Linked DNA regions of Mus musculus: region 2 is linked to region 1. Evidence: chromatin contacts called from public Hi-C data. All regions are on one chromosome and are shown on one strand. Each heading gives the region's core, a stretch centred on a gene start, on an enhancer-like site or on the middle of the called end of the contact. The rest is flanking DNA. Distances are from core to core; before and after follow the strand shown. Region 1 overlaps Wwox (WW domain-containing oxidoreductase). Region 2 overlaps Wwox (WW domain-containing oxidoreductase).

What was found. Hi-C and Micro-C count contacts between places; a contact is called where the count stands out from the background.
Region 2: a Hi-C map of uterus shows a contact between it and region 1, with 2.9 times the contacts expected there. The contact joins two enhancer-like sites. A contact is called at or near these places in 5 of 484 Hi-C or Micro-C datasets (cerebral cortex, group 2 innate lymphoid cells, muscle stem cells and 1 more).

What each region holds. Positions count from the first base shown.
Region 1 is chr8:115,104,171-115,108,084 of GRCm38.p6, reverse strand. All of the region lies in intron 8 of Wwox (WW domain-containing oxidoreductase), which reads right to left. Among named protein-coding and RNA genes, the nearest start is that of Gm39257, 140 kb to the right of the region's middle. Within about 2 kb of position 2,129, at least 2 of the 459 cell types and tissues checked have an H3K27ac peak or open chromatin away from gene starts, as enhancers often do. A contact at or near this core is called in uterus, where this site is marked.
Region 2 is chr8:115,247,828-115,251,472 of GRCm38.p6, reverse strand. All of the region lies in intron 8 of Wwox (WW domain-containing oxidoreductase), which reads right to left. Among named protein-coding and RNA genes, the nearest start is that of Gm39257, 290 kb to the right of the region's middle. Within about 2 kb of position 1,607, at least 7 of the 459 cell types and tissues checked have an H3K27ac peak or open chromatin away from gene starts, as enhancers often do. A contact at or near this core is called in uterus, where this site is marked.

The DNA of each region.
Region 1 (3,914 bases), core at 880-3,379:
CTGCACAGGGACACCTCCACAAATCTCAATGAGGGGGTTTTCCATTAAAATGGAAACCCTTAAAGTGACCACTGAGTTCAGGTCATGGAATCTGAGGTCGAGTAAGCATTCTCTTCGCCATTTTCTCAGGTTACTTATGCAAGGGGAGAAATAAAAGATGCTTCCAACTGCCTGAGATGGAACTGCTTTTAAAATTTAACTTTTTAGCTTGACACGGTGCTCACGCCTGCAATCCCAGAGCTATAAAGCGGAGGCAGAGGGATAGCTCTCTTTGTGGCTGGATTGGAGTATAGAGTGAGTCCCTGTCTCAAAATAAATAAATAGTAACATTTTTTTCCTCAAGTGTCTAATGGGATATATTTTGGTATGCGGATTACTAATTCATTCTTAATTCAAAGACAGATTGGTAAGAGAAGGGGGTGGAGAAAAGATACCAATTTTTCTTCTTTATTGCTGTCGTGACTTGGGGAAAGTGACCATTGGCTTCCAGCTGCTCTCCAGAACATGAAAGGAGCACAGAGAAGGGAACGTTATCTTAATCAGGCAGGATTGAGGCCCTTCATTCATTTCTACCAAAGGGCAGTTTTTCATCCTGGGCTGGCGGTGCAGGGAACAAGTGGGGTAGCATGTGAGGAACTGGGTGCTCTATGGAGACCAACTACCATTGGCTACACTTATGGCGTCCTGGGTACACGAGAAAGAATCCTATGTGCCTCTCCCTGTCAGTCAGATCTGGCTACTGGAAAGGAAGGAGGCCCCCATGTTACAGATGCAATCATGCACAATGTGACCAACCACGGGTACATTCCAGGACAGGTCTCCAGGGGCCACTTGGTGACAGAGGAAAGGCGAGCTCAGCCAGCACCCGGCCGCTCGTTTTTCAGCCCCTCCTTGCTTATCCACTTCATCCTAATACAACACAAAGATTATGGTGAAAACTCGCCAAAAAAAAAAATAAGTAATTAAGTTCGTGCCATAATTAATTCAGGCCTAAATAAACAAAAAGAAAACCAAGAAGCAAAAACAAAAACCCTCTCCTTGGCTGCTATGGAGTACTCTTCTGTTTGGTTATCATTTTTCCTTCTTCGGCAATTTCACTGTAACGGGATTAATTGCCTTTTCAAACCTAGGGAAGGCAAACCCCAGCCAGTCTCCTCCTCTGCAAGGCCCGGGGGTGGGGGTGGTGAGGGGGGAGTTGCAAAGACATGCTACCGCAGGAATAACAAATGCTGGGTTTCTGAGCACTCGCCCATGATTTATGAAAGGTGTACCTCACTGTGGGAAGATAATGCCATTTGAAATGGTCCATTTCATAAATCTATTCCACCAGTCCCCAGCTACACCCAGGACTCCTGTGAACTCCTGAATCCAATAATGTTTTCATCTGGTGTTGATGAGAGAGTGACAGAGAGAGAGAGAGAGAGAGAGAGAGAGAGAGAGAGAGAGAGAGAGGGAGGGAGGGAGGGAGGGAGGGAGGGAGGAGGAGGAGGAGGAGGAGGAGGAGGAGGAGGAGGGACTGTGTTTGGAGAAGTTACAATGCCCTTACATGGAACAGCCGTTAATGCTCTATCTCCAGAGCTTTATGTGGCAATGGTCACAGAGTTTCCAAAGCAGGGAAACTTGAACAAACAAAATGAAGACATAATCAACACTCCCAACATCTTTGAGGTCCTTTTGCTACAGGTAGCATTAATTACAGCATGGCCCCAATCCTCCAGCAACAGCACAACAAAACATTTTGCCCCGGAGTCGCTCTCTAGCACATGAGAGATTTGTCCTTGGGAACCGGTATATTTCCTATTCATTCGTGCAACGGTTCAGGATATCTGTTTGTTCGTGTAACTGCAAGAAGAGGATTCTCTGCCAAATGTGATGGCAGAAGCAGTCAGGGACCAATCATAAACTTCAGTGAAATTCATGGTTGTGAGTCTTCCTGGTCATAAGAAGACGACGGTGATATATATGCCCCCATGTCACGGAGACTCCGTGAGACTCTGATGAAATACGAGCAGGGGACAGAAAGTGGTTTCTCTGGGATCCAGTGAAATGGACAGTACCAACATGAAGACAGACTACAAATGCCTGTACCATGTGACTTACTAGAGGAGAGCCGCTCCTCACCAAAGACTCTGAGGGATGAGACAAAAGGCAGAGTACAATGACGCACAGACCCTAGCTGGCGTGCACAGTGAAAAGGAAAGAACTTAAGGCCACCGGGCAAGAAATATTTTATGATCATTAAAAAGTACTTTTTTTTTTTTAAAGAATCACCCTAGATGCCGTCACCTGATGGATGGACACTGGCTATGGGATACTTTAACACAACAGAACTTTACTCAGAGGCAAAGAAAAATAAAGTTATGGATTTGCAGGAAAACAGATGGAAGTGGAGTACATTATACTGAGCGAGGTGGTCCAGGGCCAGAATGATGAGCAACCATGTTCTCCCAGCCCCCACCGAATCATTTTAGCTTCCTCTGTTGAACTTGGAATGTGTGTACAAACTTAGAAGAAAGAAAGGGAACGTAGGGTGGGGAGAAGAGGCTCTGAGTGCAAGACAGAGGAAGAACGTCTGTGATCTGAAAACAGGGAGGGAGGGGATATGCGGGCATGAACGGGGATGAGCGTGGGAACTGAGGCAGGGGGGAGAGTGCATGGGGTGGGGGTGATCCAAAATTAAGGATGAATGAAGAAGCCACATTGAACCCTATGATTTTACATACTAATTAGAAAACCGTGACTTGAGAAAAAAGAGTTTGAATGGGGGTACCCTGCACTAGGGAATACTGTTGATTCTAGAAGTCGTGGGTTATTTAGCAAAGGAAAAAAAATCTCACTGAGAGGATTGGCACACTGGAAGAACCCCCACATTCCTCCCAGTCAGGTGGAGATGGATTTCGAGCAGGTGAAAGACAGCCTATGAGATAAAAATGATGCAAAAAAATGTGAATTTGAAAAACTCTCAACACAGGATTCTCATCCAGATATTCTGGAATTTGCATATTTTGACTTGTGTTTGAAAAGCAGCTTCAAGGTCAGCTTCCGTAGAGAAACACTGAGCTAAGACAGGAAGGCACCCCATTAAAAGTCCAGCAGTGTTTTTGCATATTTATTTTCTTTCTTCTATAGTGAGCAGTGACGACTCATAAATCAAAAAAAAAAAAAATCAGGGTAAACAAATACCACAGAGGTTATTTTATACAGAATGTATACTCCTTATTCTACCTATTTATAGACACAACCATTTCTATTACTCGGATTTATAAAGTGTGTAATACATGCATGAATGCTTTAAGATCTGCATATATTTGCATAAGATAGAAAGGAGTATATTATTGTCCCAAGTCTCCAAAGACCATGGCCCAAATAAAATGACGACCACCTCAAAAATATTTTTGTATAGTGGGATGGAAAATGTTATTTTTAAAAGCTTCAAGCTGTGGTACACACTCATATTCATAACTGGGAATATATATATATATATATATACATATATATATATATATATATATGTATATATATACATACATACACACACGCATGCACACACACACACACACATACACGCACACACACACAGAGTTGAATTGGATGGCCTTGGACCTTTCTAAAAAGACAAGGAACTTTAAGCAAAAGTGTGTACAGATCTCAAAATCAATAACTACACCTCAGTGTTAAATAGGTCACCTTAATAGGCAAATAGGAAGTAAGACAGGTTGCCATTAATTCGAACTGGGATGGAATGAAATTTGGAGAATTAAAGGTCATCCTCAAAGGGGCTGTATCATGAAGAAATCAGAGGGGTTGTTGTTTTGTTTTCCCCAGTCGTCGTGGGTGCTCCCTATGAATGAATGGAAGGTGAGGCCCAACAATGACTTTCAATATTTGCAATATTTCAGAGTCCTGGTATTGGC
Region 2 (3,645 bases), core at 358-2,857, 140 kb before region 1:
AAAAAAAAAAAAAAAAAAAAAAAAAAAAAAAAGAAAGAAAGAAAGAAAAAGACAAATCTCACCATGCAGCTCAGGGTGGCCTTGAACTCATGATCTTCCTGCCCCAGCCTCCCAAATACTGTGGCTACAAATGTACACTGCTACCGCTATCCACAGCCAGTGCAGAATTACCTTTCTTTCTTTCTTTCTTTCTTTCTTTCTCTCTCTCTCTCTCTCTCTCTCTCTCTCTCTCTCTCTCTCTCTCTCTCTCTCTCTCTTTCTTTTCTTGAACTATAGGTTGAGCCCAGGGCCTTGCTTGCTCTAGGCAAGCACTCTCTCATTGAGCTATGCCCCCAGCCATTGTATAGGTTTATATTGAGACGTGGCACCTTTGAATGTCTTATGCTGGCCTTTAAGTCACTCAGTCCGTGAGCTAGTAATGAATCAGGCATGACACATGTGTGCTACCAGGCCCGATTCACCACTTCCATTTTCTGACCATGAATAGCAAGTTGGGAAGTATGCAGTGTTTCCCTATGTCTTCTTTCTCATAAAAAGCACCCTCAAACCAAGGACTCGATTCTTATTGTGCTGATAAGACAGCCCAGAGGTTGTAGGTCATATGTCCGGCACTCAGCTGATGGAGAGCTGAGCAGAGATATCAAACATGATCCAAAGACTCTGGGACCAACAGCTATTTCTGCTCCAGCTTCCTTCCACAAGCAAACACTTCTCTGCGGCCATCGCACTGGGACGGACCCTCACTGTCCTGCTGACTAGTGTACAAAAGATGAAGTTCCCAGCATTGCTGAAAGGCACGGAAAAGAGGACCTTGGAATGTGGTGCGGAGGGGCTGGTGGGGACTAAATCTCCCTTCACACCAGAACAAGAATGACTTGAGGGGCAAAGTATTCAGTCTCTTTCCCAGTTAGAACTGGGTCAGATATTCTAGCAGAGAGAATGGCTTGTTCTCTGCTCCAGCTGTTATCTGAGCTACACAGCTGGGGGCGGGGGGTGGGGGGTAGAACTCCAACCTGCTCCTTGGACCCAGAGCTGAAGGATTCTCCAGGCTGCATTTGATGGCCTCTGGCAGCTGGAAGGAGGAAGAGAGTGGGGGTTGGCGGGGAGGGGAGAACAGAATGCAGGGAGGGACAGGCACCCTCGTTTCTACTAGTGCAACCAATTACCCAATGAGTCAGATCTACCTGCCTCACAGCTGACAACCGGGCGAACATTCATTCTCTGCCAGATGTTCACGGGTGAGAAGCTGAATTATTTAAAAGGACCCCCCAAGCAGCCATAGGGAACGACGCTGAAATGGGAGAGGAGGTCATGGGTATGACGTGATTGCTCCATTAAAGTCTTGAAAGTCCGACTGTGGGGTCAGCCCTAGCTCAACATCTGCCAGGCTAGTGATAAACTGGGATTGCTCCCAAATCCCTGAAGACAAAAAAAAAAAAAAAAAGTATCGGGGGAGACCCTTTCCTTTGCAGCGTTGGCACTTTCGTTTCCCAGGAAGCTGGGATTTTAAGCTAGTGTACCACGCAAAAGTTCCACTTCCAAACAATCCCAGTACCCTCCGTGATAAATCCTAGCCCTTAGCACCGCGCGTGCGCGCTAGGAAGGCTGGCTTCACTCTGTGCCGATCACTGAGTCTGCCATAAATGCAGTAGAGAGAGAGCTACCGATGGCTTCCCAGATAGCCCGTTCTGCACTTCAAGAATTCTGGGTTCTTCGAGTGGGGGGGAAAAAAAGGAAAGCAAAGAGTTGTTACATGAATTTCATAATTTAGAGATAAATAATGAACACCAAACTTGGAGGAAAATACCCTAGTGTTCATTTTATTTAATATTCTCCATTGGTGGAAATAAATTAAAAATGAACAAGGCTTGTTTATGCCTGCCTCACATTGCCCTCTACTTTTTGAATAGCAACCGCATATTAATTTGCCAGATCCCATAAATTATAATTAGCCCGGAGGATTAACAACATAAATCCTTGAATTTAAAACCAACCTGCCTGCTTCTCTCTTCCCTATACCCTAAAGTAAAAAAGGGCCATAAAACCTATCACTGCTACTTGATCCATTAAACTCCGGAGACATTCTTATTTCAGCTCAGCTACTGGAGGCAGTCTTTGTCAAATCCTTTTTTAAAGTTACAGTAGCTTGATAGGCGCTGGGAATCAGGGAGATGAGGATCTGTGTCAACATCCAGCAGAGCGCACAATGCCTGGCAGCCAGGACACTGGGAGATAGGGCCCAGGTACTAAACAGAGATGAAAAGTGGGCCCGGCCCCGCCCCCACCCCACTGAGCCCCAGGATGCAAAGGAGACACACAAGATCATAGGCCGTATCTGACTGACATTGGAAGACAAGCATTTGAAGAAAGACTACACCAAATTTGAAAATGCTGGCCTTGCTGATGGGGAGGGTGAGCTTTTTTTTTTTATGAGTGGGCTTCAGGGAGTGCTTTCTCCAGGGGCCGGGTGGATGGATTGGTTGGTAGTGTTTGCCATATAAGCAAGAGGACCAGGGTTTGATCCTCCAGAATGGATGTTAAGCCAAGCACTTAGGACCCCAGTGCTGGGGAGGCAGAGATAGACAGGTCCCTGAAACTTGCTGGCCAGGCTTGCTGGCCCAGCAGATTCCAGGCCGGCAAAAGACACCTTGTCTCAAAGAAGAACGAGAAAATCATTTTTCACGGTTGCAAATGAAAGCAGACTGCTGTTATGTAGGGACCATGTGTGTCCATGCCCTTCAGAGTGGGCCTTTTCTAATGCTGTCCCTAGAGACTTGAAAGAAGGTAATGGTCCACTGAGGACCCATAGCAAGTCCCTGGCCACGTCCCATGTAAATCACCCCAATAGGTGTCCCCTTCTCCTATACTGCTCTTTCCTGGTTTTAACAGGAAACTACACACTCAACTGTGAGCTACACCTGATGGTTCTCCTCCCTCACAAGATGTCCTCCTGGTTGAGGACACTAGGTTCCTTTTAAGTAGTCTCCTCATTCCCAGAGACCAGACTTGCTCTGAGGAGACAGCCTGCTGGGTACAGAGAACCCTGGGACAGGCCCCCTCTAATGCTGTGTCTTGAGGTCTGGAAAGCTTTGGTGACATTGGGTTGCAAGCACACGTGAATATACACCACATACACACACACTCACACACTCAGGTTATGACATGCCCTTTTAAATATAGGATACATGTACAAAAATTATAAATGTTCTTATATCACACACACAAAAAATGTAGGCATGCTGTTACTTCATCCTCAAATATGTTACCATGTTTCAAGATTTGAAAGGCACTGCCCTAACATAGCTCCTGTTGCCTGCCTTGAGACTTCCTTTGAGTTCAGCTTTAGCATCTCCCAGGAGGGAGGCAAGATGGTTATTTACCATCTTGGGCAAGGTCCTTAGTGAGCTTTACCAGAGGGCGCTGCTAACATGAGACAGTTCCCTTATCTTGTGACAGCCATTGCTTGTGACACCCAAATCATCCCCTCTCCATTCTTCTCTCTGAAATTTTGACCATCATTGTTATAAATGAACCCTTTCCTTCAAAGACAGGGCCACCTGCCACTTGCTCTGTCCTACAAAGTATACCTACAGGAAGGTCTTCAGACATAGGCATAGCATCCTTGGTTTATCTGTGCTTTTTACA